Regions from separate parts of the Sus scrofa genome. Here region 2 is linked to region 1. Evidence: chromatin contacts called from public HiChIP or PLAC-seq data. All regions are on one chromosome and are shown on one strand. Each heading gives the region's core, a stretch centred on a gene start, on an enhancer-like site or on the middle of the called end of the contact. The rest is flanking DNA. Distances are from core to core; before and after follow the strand shown. Region 1 overlaps FYB (FYN-binding protein). Region 2 overlaps DAB2 (disabled homolog 2).

Region 1 (7,156 bases), core at 2,949-5,448:
TTTGTTCCTCTTAGTGAGTCCTTTTAGATCTTGGAAGATTCAGAATGAAATATAGAAATGATGAAGTAATTCAAACCCATGGTACAAAAATCTGTGAAATAAGTTTTCTAATCATTGTGTCAATATATGTACGTTCAATATTTTAAGTATTTGTAATATGTAAGAGATTTGTTACAGTAGATAATTCAGTAAAACATTCTGTGTCGCATCACTTAAAAATTTGTGAGTTAGACTTGATTATATTAGTTGAAAAGTAAGGATTCTAAGTTTTTTTTTTGTTTGTTTTGTTTTGTTTTTGTTTTCTGTTTTTTTTGCTTTTTAGGGTCGCATCTGCGGCACATGGAGGTTCCCAGGCTAGGGGTCCAATCAGAGCTACAGCTTCTGGCCTACGCCAGAGCCACAGCACGCCAGATCCGAGCTGCGTCTTCGACCTACACCACAGCTCACGGCAATGCCAGATCCTTAACCCACTGAGCAATGCCAGGGATCGAACCCGAAACCTCATGGATTCTAGTTGGGTTCGTTAACCACTGAGCCCCCGAGGGAACTCCAGGACTCTGAGTGTTGAGTGTCCATGTGGCTGCTGATATCACAAAACAGAGTCAGCCAAAATTATAAGCTCCTAATAAAACCATACACCATCATCTAGGAAGGTGTCTTAACTAACTAAAGAAAGAATACATGTAGAAAGTAGAACTAAATTTGATCAAGCCCCCCTCTGTATCCAACTTCTAATTTATAGGAAATACAGTGGAAAGGGGAACATATAAGCTATAGTACAAGGAAGCAATCAGCACAATCTAGACTGTGGGCAACTCTAAGGGCCACACACAACTTGATTTGTTCGACAAACAAATTGCAGTAAGTAAAAAGTACAAGAGGGTGAACCTATAGCTTGAAAGAGGATTACAAAACATATAAACCATGGACTTTGCTTGAATTTTTATTCAAACAACCAAAAAAAAAAAAAAAAAAACCCACACACAATTTAAGAGACAATTGGCAATTTGAACAATCACTTGATGTTTTATATTAATACATAGAGTATTTTCAGGGGTACCTACTGAAATATTTATGGATGTAATTATATGATGTTTGGTATTAGTTTCAAAATAATATGAGAAGAGAGAAGTGGGTGGGGTATAGATGAAACAAGATTGGTAATGAATTTATAAACGTTGAAGCTGGGAAAGGGGACACAGCCGCTCATTATACTATTCTCCCTGCCTTTCATATGCTAAAAAATTTTCAGAACTAGCTATGCTTCTTACAAGGTATAAGAGAAGTTCCTTGGTGGCCTCGCCATTAAGGATTTGGTGTTATCACTGTTGTGGTTTGGGGTTCAATCCCTGGCCCGAGAACTTCCACATGCTATGGGCATAGCCAAAAAAAGAGAATAGTATAAAAAAAATCCAACTGTAAATGTGATTGGAATATTTAAGAGAACTGAATGTGGTTTAATAGATTTACAAAAGTCATTTAAGTACTTGGGAGCATTTGGCTGAGTGGGGTTATTAAATTCATTTAGTCAGGTACTGAAAACATTTAAAAATAAAATTCAATATGTAAGTTTATACATGCAATGTAAAACATGTAAGGGAGTTTAGTTAACCAAACTTATAAACATAGCCATTCGATTTGAAAGAATTTAGCCTGAGTTGTCCAATCATTAAAGATCCCCCTGAACATAATTATTCCTATTTAAATAAAAATGCCTAGATGTATAAATAGCACAGAAAGTTATATTGTGTGAATTTAAGTACTTCAAATACATTAGACCTCTGCATTATTAACTTTAACGAGCTGCATATTCTTCGGCCATACACCTTGAAGGCGCCTGATCTCATGTGAATATCCATTAAAAGCACAGGATGTAAATATCTTAGATATCAAAATACACTGACATTCTACAGAATAAAATTTATAGCCCTTTTCATGATATACAGGTTCTTAAGATGAATTCCTGCTCTTTTAACAGTTTTAGTTTTCCTATTTCCTCTCCTTACATCTTCTTTTCACATATTAATACTGAACGCACTTAACTCTCTGAACACTGGTTTCTTGTTTTCCATTCTGAGCTCATGTTGTTTGCCTTCTCTGGAATAATTCTCCCTTCTCATGATCCCTGGCTTGAGGCTCTCTTTCATCTCTAAACCTCTTCTTAAACACTCCCTCCACTGTGAAGTTATTCTCAGCTCTCCTAAGCTCATGCAGTAGCTGCTTCCATATGTCATACATTGAGCCACCACAGTGATTATTCTGGATTACTCTAATTATAAAGCAATTACTTACAAGTCTTTCTTCTTACTAAGAGACCATAAGCCCTTTGAAGAAAGAGATTATTGCTTTGTTAATTTAATATTATGATGTCATCTTTAGGAAGCTATTAGAATATTCCTGTCATATGTAGCACTTTGATTCTTTTTGGCTAAATTAATGATGTCCTAGTAAAACTAAGAAACTAACATTTATTACTAAAGTGAATTGTTTGCTATCATTTTTGAAGAAGAATATTAAGTTAAAAAGACTACTGGGGAGCTCCCCTTGTGGCGAAGCGGAAATGAATCCGACTAGTTTTCATTAGAATGTGGGTTCTGGAGTTCCCATCATGGCACAGCGGAAACAAATCTGACTAGGAACCATGAGGTTGTGGGTTCAATCCCTGGCCTCGATCAGCAGGTCAAGGATCCGGCATCCCGTGAGCTGTGGTGTAAGTTGCAGACGCGGCTCATATCCTGCGTTGCTGTGGCTCTGGCGTAGGCTGGCAGCAACAGTTCCGATTTGACCCCTAGCCTAGGAACCTCCAAATGCCATGGGCGCTGCCTTAAAAAGACAAAAGGCCAAAAAAAAAAAAAAAAAAAAAAAAAAAGAATTCGGGTTTCATCTCTGGCCTTGCTCAGTGGGTTAAGGATCTGGTGTTGCCATGAGCTGTGGTGTAGGTGGCAGACGTGGCTCGGATGCCGCACTGCTGTGGCTGTGGTGTAGGCTGGCAGCTGCAACTCTGATTCGACTCCTAGCTTGAGAACTTCCATATGCTGTGGGTGTGGCCCTAAAAAGCAAAAAATATATATATATGTACTACTGGGGTTGCAGTTTACTTCCTGAAACACTTGGATGAATAACAAATATTTGCAAAATGAAGGGTGTCTGCACAGCACATTTAAACCTATGTGCCTGCACTTGAATGCAAATCATTTATACTTGGGGATAATGTTTGCATGCACATGCATATTCATGGACCCAACATTATAGCATACAAATTTTATTTAATTTTATATAGGTCTGAATTCACCTGTGAATTCATAGGTTTAATATGTAGAAGTGAAAATCGTCACTAAATAGGAAATAGGGTTAAGAATAGGAATAGCAGTGAAGGATAAAAGATGAAGGGGAGAGACAGGTGAGTGTCATGGACAGACCGAGATCAAACTGTCACCAATTGCTCAAAGAAAGTGTTCCAGGCATTGAGAAAAGCTCCACAGAGTTAAAGAGACCAATAACAAAATTAGTCACATCCCAAGTCCTAGAAAACAAAGCAGAGGGAGCAGTCTAAGAAGAAAAGGAAGCTTTTCTTCCTCAGCTGTTACAATAGGACATCTATTCGAGAAGGCCTTTCACCACAGTTCTTTGTTTTTATGCATGCAGAATTAAATTGGAGAGGCAAAATCAATGTAATGTTCTGACTGTCATGTTTCGAAAGCTATTAGAGCTCTATTTCCTGACATTTGAAGATGTGAAGTTGTTGACCTTTAAACTTTATTGGCTATTCATGACCTTTATTCATGGCTTCAGCCTCTCATTGTCAGTTTTTTTTAAGAATCAGGAGGAAATCAAGTGACACAGAAAACTTTGTGCCATACCTGCCCTCACTGAGAACGAAATCCTGTGAACTTTTCTCTGGAACATGTCTTCTGGTATTTAACGCATGAGGAATTACAAAACTATGAATTGTTTAAGCCAATGCTCTCCCAGTGGACTTAGGTAAGACTGCCTGGTCATGGATGACTGATATGGCAAGGCTTCAATTCCAGAAAATGTTAAGCATTCCTAATTGATAAAAAGGTTATGGTGGTAAATTCTTACTTTTCCTCCAAATTTAGAGCCAGGAAAAAAAAAAAAAATCTTACACTGACTAAGAATGACCTCAGGGTAAGAACTGTTCAGCGTTTCCTTTTCCAACCTTAGTCATTTCCATTATTTATTACTTCTTATTACTTCACTTTTCCTGTCTCATTACTATTAATAACCATATAATTTGCTTCGTATACCAAAGTATTCATCCTCTGGTTCTGTTTTCACATGAAGAATTATACTGTTAAATTTTTAATTAATTTCTGAAAATGGTACCCAGAGATATGTTACCCTAAAGATGTGGATTTGAACAGTGAAAATGATAAACAAGCTCTTTTGACCCATTTCAGTTCCTCTTCAGCTGTGTAAAAGAGCAGAAAGTAGAGCTAGCCGATATCTGACCACTAGGTGGAGAAACAATACAATTTAAAACACACTCTAACTGGCCTCAACTACTTTCCTTTTGAAGATGTTTATTATTTTTAATTCTCACCTGCCTCCAATCCTTTACACTCTCGGGGCGTTCTGACCCAAAGGAGAAAATTACAAGTGACTTCTGGGAAGTAAGCAGATGATAAAAGGTCAAGCTATCTCCTGAAATTCTTGCTTTGATCCCAATTAGAGATTCGTTTTCTTGCCTGAAGTAATCCAGACTCCACAGCCTGGGGAGAACTGTGAACCTTATCACTTATGCCTTTGGGAAGCCAGTCCCTGAGCTTCAGTTCTTAGTAGTTGTAGTCCTTGGTCCCAGGAATTCTCTCTCCACCATTACGATTTCCACAAGTGTAGAAACATACTGTTATTTCTACCATCTTTTTTTTTTTTTTTTTTTTTTTTTGGCTGGGCTGTGGCACATGGAGTATCCATTGTTTTGTGACCTATGCAACTGCGGGAACTGCTGTGCTGGGCAGGGGACTGAACCTGCATCCCCGCACTGCAGAGACATCGCCAATCCCCTTGCATTGGGAACTCCTATCTCTTTTCCTTTAATTTTTTTTAGGGCCGTGTCTGCAGCATATGGAAGTTCCCAGGCTAGAGGTGGAATTGGGGCTGTGGCTGCCAGCCTACACCACAGAGGGCAATGTGGGATCCGAGCTACATCTGTGACCTACACCACAGCTCACGGCAACGCCGAATCCTTACTTAGCTGACAACCGATCACTGCCTCCCCCTTAGGAGTTCTAGCTTTACTTGGCTCCAAGGACACCACACTCAGATCTTTCCTACGTCCTTGGTTGCTCCTTTTTATCCTCCTTTGCAGAATTTCCTTCTCCCAGGCCTGGTGGATTTTGAGCGTCCTGGGGTTCAGTTCTTCCTCTGCTTATACTCACTTCCTTGGTGATCTTCAGTTTCATGACTTTAAGTGTGGGATATATGACCATACTCTCAAATATGTATTTTTTATTTTTGCTTTTTAGGTCCACACCTGTGGCATATGGAAGCCCCCAGGTTAGGAATTGAGTCAGAGTTACAGCTGCCAGCCTATACCACAGTCATAGCAACTCGGGACCCAAGCCGTGTCTGTGACCTACACTGCAGCCACAGCAAAGCTGGATCCTTAACCCACTGAGCGAGACCAGGGATCGAATCTGCATCCTCATGGATACAAGTTGGATTTATTTCTCTTGCACCACAACGGGAACTCCTCGAATATGTATTTATAACCCAGAACTCTCCCCCAAACTCTTCACCTCTTATGCCCAAATGCCTCCTCAACATCTCCACTTGGGTGTTTAAGAGACACCACAGGCTTAACCAGGCCAGGCCCTCCTGATCTTTCTCATGACCAAACCTGCTCATGTTCAGCAAAGCCTGCTTTAGAGATGGAAACATCATCTTTGGAGTTACTCAGGCTCAAAGCCTTGGAGCCGCCTTGGAGCCTCTCTACCTTTCATACCCTAAATACAAATTCTGCTGTCTCTACCTTCAAAATATATCCATGACCAGGACACCTTTCACTGCGTCCACTGCACCATCCTGCTGAGGGCCACCTCCATAGCTCACCTGCATACCTGCAATATCTGCCTAACTGGTTTCCCTTCTTCGACACTGCCTCCTGGCGCTCTCAGACAGCTGGGAAGGCGATATTTGTAAAGCCTAAGTTGGAAGACATCACTTCTCTGCTCAGGTTCTTCCCGTGTCTCCCATTTCACTTAGAACAGGAGCCACAATCTCCATCATGACCTGCAGGGCCCCGTGTAAGCTGGGTCTTTCTCAACTACTCCTTCCCTTGTTCACCTACACCTGCCCAGCCACCTCCTTCTGAGTCCTTGAATACTCTAGGCTTTGTTCTGTCTGTCCTCTCTGCCTGGCATGGTCTTCCTCCAGGAGTCTGCGTGCCTAACTCCTTTGCTTCCTTGAGTCTTCGTTCAAGATGAACTTCCCATACAGGGAGCTACCCTCACATCTCCCTTTACAGTTGCAACATGCTGTTCCCAACCCCACCCTCACACTCCATCACCTAACCCTGCCCTATTTTCTCCTATGGCACTTGATATTTCCCAACATATGCTATCTTTCACCTGTTTATTATTTTTATCTCTTATGTCTCTTGCCCTAGGTTATAGGTGGGCAGGGACCTTTATCTATCTATCTATCTATCTATCTATCTATCTATCTATCTATCTATCTATCTAACTATCTTGGCTACATCTTTGGCATGCAGAAATTCCTAGGCCAGGGATCAAACCCCTGACACAGCAGTTACACAAGCCACTGTACTGACAATGCCAGATACTCAACCAACCCAGCCATATGGGAACTCCAGGGATCTTTATTTTGTTTACTGATATTTCCTGAATTTCTATTACAAAGGCACAAAGTGGTGGCTCAAAAAATAATTATTGAATAATTATTGAATTATAGAAAAAAATCAATTAGATCTTGACCTGAGAGTGACCTTACATTAGAGAGGGGATGAATGACATTTGCAGACCATAGAGGGAGCACCTGGGAAACACCCAGGTGTGTGTTTGGAAGTGTGGTGGAAAAGCACAGAAGTACCCATCTCTCACAATTTTACTTAAAGATGGTTCCGGGGGAGTTCCTGTTGTGGCTCAGTGGTTAATGAATCTAACTAGAAACC
Region 2 (7,286 bases), core at 4,591-7,090, 260 kb after region 1:
TTTAGAAAGCCAAATATTTATATCTCTACCCACTATCTGGCAACAGACCTACAGATTTTCTTTTGTTCATGGATCTACCTAAAAGATCAACAACAGTACTGTCTGTAGCTTAGAATGAACTTAAGATTTTATCTTAGACTGTTCACATATCTACTGAATCTGGCAAACTCTTGACCCTCTATTTTCCATAATTACCCTTTATTTCCACATCTTTCCTCCATTCCCACTAAAAAAAAAAAAAAATTTTTTTTTTTACTTCCTTGTTATGGCATTCCTCCCCAATCTTGCCTCAGAGCCATTCCAAATTCCTGCCTCCAAAAGAGCTATATTACCTTGTGTCATATACCTTGTTCCTCCAACTCCTATTACAATGTTATTTTTATATTTTCTAGGCACACCACACAAGTATTTCATAATACATTTAGCATACTTGAAGTAGAAAACTCTGGGATGAATTCTTCCTTCCATCTTCTCAAAAGGATCCAATGAGAATCTAAGTATTAAGAGACTCAAGTTATTATACCTGATCTACTTTTCATGGCTGAATTCTTACAGCAGTACCCTATCAGACCCCATGGTCTTCCTAAATTCGTATTCATCAGGAGCAGTGATCAATTCCTTTACTCACAGTCAAGGTGAGATTCAAAGTCTTTCATACTTTGAAATCATAGCAGGGTCATCTGTTCCCTAGAGAAGCCGATCTCTTCCACTTGCCCTGCACACACACACACACACACACACACACACACACACACACACACACACACGATGCCTTCTGTTGTTACTTCCCTAGCCTGTAATACTACTGCCTTTACCTACTGAATTCCTATCTGTCAATCAAAGTCCACTCCAGGCACACTGTCTTAGGTCTTCACTGGCCTCCCTCCAGCCTCACCATTTCGCTACATATACCATGACCTATAGTTGCCCTTAGAGTTATGTAGAACTCTTCCCCTCACTCAATGAAGTTCTGAGGGCAGGGAATCATTTATCCTACCTTTCTAGTCCCCACAGTCTGGTAGAGAGCAGGGCAGGTAAGACATTAGAGGTAATACAGAGTTGCCCTTTGCTCCTGAAGATTAAATTTTTACTTTGCTGATATTTCGTGAAATATAGGTTTTTCTTCAACTGCTAAGCAATCACCACTCAAATTCATCCTGCCAATGTAGCCGGATAAATTGATGAGTCAGCACTCTGTTTTCCTGATTTAATAAAGAAATCTACTGCTTAGCAGATAAAGACCTGAGTCCTTGCCCTGACATCAAAAGCTCAGTGGAACCCATCCCTCCTTTCCAAATGATATCATCCTTACCTCTCTCCTGCCTGTACTTTCTCTTGGCCAAACTGGCCAATCAGTATTCTTTGGACATTGCTCTGCATCATGTGCTTATAAGCTTCCGTCTAAAATGCATTTCTATTTCTATATTTGCTGATCTGACTTCCACCATCCCTTTAAAGGCCAAGTCCATTATCACACCCATGCTTTTTTTTTTTCTCTAAATCCTACCCTGTACCACTTAATTATAATAAAACCATATGTTAGTTGAGCAGTTGTCATTTTTTCTAAATTTCTTACAGCAATTGTTGCTGGTTATGTGTTCCCTAGAAGGTGTTAGGTAAATACTTTCATCCAACTTTCAGTCACAACCAATGAAAAATTTGACCAGCCAGACAAGTCAGAAACCTCAAAAACAAGTTATTAGGCAGTGAAGCAAGCATCTATGCATCAATACATCCTTCAGAAGACAGCCTGGACATTATAAAACTATCATTTCACTTTAACTACATGAATGTTTCTGAAAAGCTTCAGCTATAGTTGAACCTTGATCTGGGCAGAAATCAATATTCCATCTCCTTATTGTCAACAGCTATAGATGGAAGAGCCTCTTCTATCAGTGGTTACGTAGTTGTTTTCTACTTCAAAAATGGGATTTTCTTTAAGATGTTTGACTTTAGAGGCAAAGATTGAAAAAAGAAACTCCAAGCAAAACCAAATAACACCACCACCACCCAACGCTGATGTAGTAAAGCACGGCTGACATTTTCCTTTAAGATATTTGAGCACCTACTACGCGTGCCATTCCAACTTCTGATCCAGAAGTAAGTTATTTGTTTCCCATCTGGATTAGCATTGTGCCCCAAGACCAGAATGGTTCAGCATTCTTCATAGGTCGATGCAAGCGCTCAGACAAATATTTAAATGCATTTGGCTTAATTCTGCTACACTAAACGGCAACACAAAACACTTTAGCATCTGTATTACATATTATAGATTAGAACAGGTCTTGGCCCCTTAATAGGACACTTAAAATACGAAAAATAAGTGAGGTCATGTGAGTGAAATGTTTAGAACAAGGAGGGCAGCTACACCCAACATGGTTACATCAATGAAGTTACTCTTCGCTTTCCAGTTATTTGGGTATGGATCAGTTCTAGACATCAGGGGCTCAATTGTCCTGCCCAGAGGAGATTTAATGGTACCTTAAGAGGTAACATCTAAGTGCTTGCACTGGTTTATGAAGCATTGCCACATTTTCTTGCTTGACTCGCACACTTAATGGTTCCACAGTATGTAAGAAAGACGGTCTTCTCATTTTCAGCCTAGATGTGTCCACCTCTAGAGTCTAGCTTGCCTAAAGACCACAGACAATGAGAACAAAACCATTTTCCATCATTAGCTTAGTTATAAGTAATTTCTTTATGGCTTCTCCTTTAATTTCGATTTGGAGGCAACTCATTTCACTGATGGAGAAAATGAAGCTCAACTGTTATATCTCGTCTTAAATAGCAAAGCTGGGTTGTGGACAGTTATTTGTAGTTCAAAGTCCATGCTCTTCACCACTAACCTATGTTGCTTCTTCAAAGCCAGAATTCCAATTCTCTCCTTCTAAGGGCATACCCTTGTGTCTTTCAGTTTAAGGTGTGATCTCTGCTAAACATTAGTCTCTGATTAACATCAGTCTTTCTTAGGACTGTTCTGCAAGGTGACTAATGGTCAGAGCCATTGAGTAGCATGCCTGAGGAATGGCAGTACTGTCATTCCAAAGCAGACCCACGGTCTACATTCTTTACTTCACACAATGTAGACTTACTTCTAGGTATCTCCTCACTGGGATTTCTGCCATTGCTAGCCTAGCAACATACTTCACAACTAGGTATTTACTAAATACTCAGATAAATATCAAGATTTGAATCTTAAAGATTTATGCTTGAATCCTAGCTCTGCCACTTACAGATACGACCTTGGGCAAGCAGATATCTACTGATCATACTGGGGTTAAGAAATGGAGATATCTCTTCTACCTTAAGTTATTTAAAGTGAAAGTCAAATGGGAGAATGGGACAGTGCTTCATAAACCATAAACATGAAGTGCTGTAGATTCCTTTACCGTTAAGGAGAGGCCTTCATGGGCACTTTGGCATGGCTTGAAAAAACAAAATAAAAAGTTTTATAGGTTAGAGAAAACCATCTGGTTCAAAGGTAATGATCTAGTTTGCAGAATTTTTTTTTTTTAAAGATGTAACTGGGATAGTCTCCTAATAAATGCAAATTAATTATATTTTGAAAAACTCTCAAATGGGAGTTCTTTTGTGGTGCATTGGGCCAAGGATCTAGTGTTGTCACTGTTGTGGCTCTGTCATGGCATAGATTTGATCCCTGGCCTGGGAACTTCCACATGCTCTAGGAGAGGCCAAAAAATAAAAATTAAAATTAAAAAACCCAAAGGAAAGGAAAAAAATTGGAAACAAGCTGATAATATGAAACTAAGGAGGAGGTTGATTTTCCAAGAATCGAGAAAGAAATACTTAAGATAGTAGGAAAAATGTAAAGGTCTCTGCTTTTTCATCTTTCTGAGATTCAGTTAAACTGAGTTATGTTTAAATGCTTTGCTTTATTACTTTCATGGCTGTAGGAATTCAGTTACTTTGTTATGCTTTCCACTGAACAACTGAATTATGAACATTAATGTGAAGGGCTTGTTGAAATACAGCTGGATGGGCCCTACTACTCATATTTGGTTCAGTGGATCTGGGATGGGAACAGAGAATTTGCATTTCTAACAAGTTCCCAAGTGATGCTGATGTAGCTGGTCTGGGGACCACACTCTAAGAACCAGAACCAGTCTTAGCTGAGTTCTCTCTGGTCATGAACTACATTTAGCTAACTAAGTGTCCCATTTTTTTTTTTTTTTTTTTTTTTTTTTTTGTCTTTTTAGGGCCATACCCGCAGCATATGGAGGTTCCCAGGCTAGGGGTGAAGTTGAAGCTACAGCTGCAGGCCTACACCACAGCCACAGCAACGTGGGATCTGAGCCGCATCTTCGACCTACACCATAGATCACGGCAATACCAGATCCTTACCCTACTGAGCGGGGTCAGGAATCGAACCCAAGTCCTCGTGGATAATAGGTTCATTAACTGCTGAGTCACAATAGGAACTCCTAAGTGTCCCATCTTGAAAGAATGAATGAATTTAACAGTTAAATGAGAACTTATGGCAGTTCATCTGTTACATGAAGATCTAAGTCTGCATCATATTGCTAAGGAGAAGTAAGATAGCTTTTTACCCAGAGAAAATATTAAGCCATAAACCCCTCACTCCAATCCCTTCCAGGCTGGAGAACGTTTCAAACCCAGCTTTTCCAGTCTTCTTACTTCCTAATCTACCTGCTCCTTTTTCTCCATCGTTACCTAAAAATCTAAGTGACAGCGCTCATGCATTCTGCCTCCTGGTAACGTCCCTGCAGGTGACACTCACTCAGCACCACCCCATTCCACCCCCCAGTTCACTCAAAATTTTACAGTAGTTAAAGGTCACTTGCCGCTAGCTAGCTTAGGGGCTAAGTTATAAGTTATGGCAGCAGAGAAACATTGCCAGGCTGCTTCTATATTGAGACAATAGCTTTTATGTTCCTGAAGCTTCATAAGCCCTACTGTTTCTCTATTGCAACAATGTAGGAATTAGCAAGAATTTGAACATTTGGAGTAAAATTTTGGATTAGAATAAGTTGGGAAGAAGAGGAAAAGGATAAGCTGGGTAGAGAGGAGATTCTACCTCACTTAATGAAAAAGTAACTTCCATTTTCAGACCAGGAAGCAATTTGTTCAGATTTTGCTTACCCTGGAGTCTCAGGCTTCCTTCCAAGGTAGGAGAAAGAGTCAGGAAGGGGAGTAACCATGGCAACCTGCCCAGCTATGAGGGCAAGGACAGTATGGGGCTCTACTGACTCAGACTTTTTATTTCTAGCCGAGGCCCTCAGTTTAGTCCGGGTGGTCCCTCCTTTCCCACTTCCTTCTGCTATGATGCTGACTTCAGGGGGAAGGATTGCTCCCTTTCTGTAGAGAGTCTGGGGGCGGGGGAGGGAGGTGGGAAAGACTTAAATGAGACCAGAGGAGGTCAGCTTGACCAAACTAAACTGCAGGCGCCAGGCAGAGAACAGAGAGTAACTCTCAGTCCGTTTCGCATAAGCCCAGCAAACTCCCTGGCTTTGTTAATATTAGGTGCTTAAGTGATTAACATTTTTCAGGTAGGCGGGTGGGGTCCAACTTTGACAAAGAAATTCCCTATTCCACTGTCAGTTTTCACCCAGGTACATAATTCAGTGGTTCAGTGGTTCAGGGAGCAAAATGAAAACAAAACATAAAATAAAGCATTCTAAGCACATTAGATTACCAGTCTTCCCAATAAGCCTTGGGGGTAGGTATTATTATTCTTTCCAGATAAGAAAGCTTAAGTACAGAGAGATGATGCAATCTGCTCATGGTCACATGAGCACCAGTGCTGTCTGTGGGATTTGAACTGAGGCAATGGGCTCCAGAACCCACACTCTCAACCACCACTCCCACCACTCAGCTGTGCTAGGTGGGAAGGGGAAGCCAGCCTGTGTGCTTGCCCCTTATGTCCATACTTAGCGTCATTTGTTCCCCTCACCAGAAATTAGCATGTCCTCTGTAGAAGGGGACTAGATGGCCTCCTTTCCTTCTGAGTCACAGGACTAATCCAGGCAGGATACATTACCATGAGTTAGGTTTCCCTTAAGCCGACAGATCTGACACTACAGCTATTTCAACTAAATGTGACTCCTGCCTACCTCTGTGCAGTTCAGTGGCACAGCTTCGACTTTAGAATTACACAGCAGTGCTCAAGAATTTTCAAATACCACATCCTGTTACACAGGTGTTTCATACTGCCAGTCGAGTTCTCATTCTGGTTCTGCCTGGAGGGTAGAACACCTTATGCGTTTGGTCAAATATCAAAACCTCCCCAACCAGTCCACTTTCAAGCCTTCCACTGGCCATTAGGGCAACTTAACACCCTGGAGAGCTCTGTCTTTGGCACCCTTCTCAAATCTTTCAGCATCTTATTTTTGTCTCCAAGAAAAGCATTAATTAAATCCTCAAGTCAGGAGAGACTGAGGAAGGGAAACACATGAAACCTTCAAAGCTATTCTGGTAAAAAATATTGGTGGTAGCAAGGACAGGCTTACAGACATATGAGGGGAGAAGGAGAAATGAAGCAGTGCATACTGGCTGTACCACTAACAGCCTGTGTCTTCGCAAAGCCTCCTGCTGACCAAAGCTTCTGCCTTCCTGCTTTCTAAATCTTCAGGTAACTGCGGCCGAGGAGGCCCATAAATATCACCCCAACTGGCTGGTCAGTAGCTTCCAGGGATCCCTGGACCCCCTCAAGCCAACGAGCATCTTAAAAGCAATTCCCTTCAACCCAAACAAGATGGCTGAAATCCATTCAACCTCTTGGACAACACAAGTAAGCTAATGCACAGGAATTTAGGCTTTTAGTTGAATCCACAACTATAAAAAGTTTTGAGTGGAAATGCAGACTCTGGATTCTGCCCTTAACAAATGAGGCAAGGCTTTGAATAAGTGCCATGCTCCTGTCCCTCTCTCACATCGTCAGGAGAAGATCTGATGGGTCCAAGATCATCAGAATGGCAACGACCAGTGTGTCAAGGCTCAAAGTTGGAAGACGTTCCCTTCCCATCTGCCTGTTCTGGCCATACATTAAAATGGAGAAGGGTATAGCTTAAGAAGAACTGATTTCTTAGGCAGCCATTTGGATAAGAAGAGACAGGGCCGGGAGTGGGAAGGGAAGGGGAAGTGAAGTTATTCATCACCAACAGGAAAAAAAACGAGACTGCTCTAGGAGGATCCCGATTAGGGATGTAGAAGAAATAACCTGTACCAGAAATACACACTGGGGAAAACCACCAGGCCTCCTTTGTGCTCTCCCAACAAGACTATCCACACTGCACAGGGCACAGTGT

Evidence for each region. HiChIP or PLAC-seq counts read pairs in DNA pulled down with a chosen protein or histone mark.
Region 2: a contact with region 1 is called in an H3K27ac HiChIP or PLAC-seq map of alveolar macrophages. The contact joins two enhancer-like sites. A contact is called at or near these places in 3 of 47 Hi-C or Micro-C datasets (embryonic fibroblasts and fibroblasts) and 1 of 2 datasets of contacts at active chromatin or transcription factors (alveolar macrophages).

Annotation. Positions count from the first base shown.
Region 1 is chr16:24,376,468-24,383,623 of Sscrofa11.1, forward strand. The region is part of intron 3 of FYB (FYN-binding protein); the gene reads right to left. Among named protein-coding and RNA genes, the nearest start is that of FYB, 130 kb to the right of the region's middle. Within about 2 kb of position 4,199, at least 9 of the 83 cell types and tissues checked have an H3K27ac peak or open chromatin away from gene starts, as enhancers often do. A contact at or near this core is called in alveolar macrophages, where this site is marked.
Region 2 is chr16:24,636,826-24,644,111 of Sscrofa11.1, forward strand. All of the region lies in intron 2 of DAB2 (disabled homolog 2), which reads right to left. Among named protein-coding and RNA genes, the nearest start is that of C9, 65 kb to the left of the region's middle. Within about 2 kb of position 5,841, at least 17 of the 83 cell types and tissues checked have an H3K27ac peak or open chromatin away from gene starts, as enhancers often do. A contact at or near this core is called in alveolar macrophages, where this site is marked.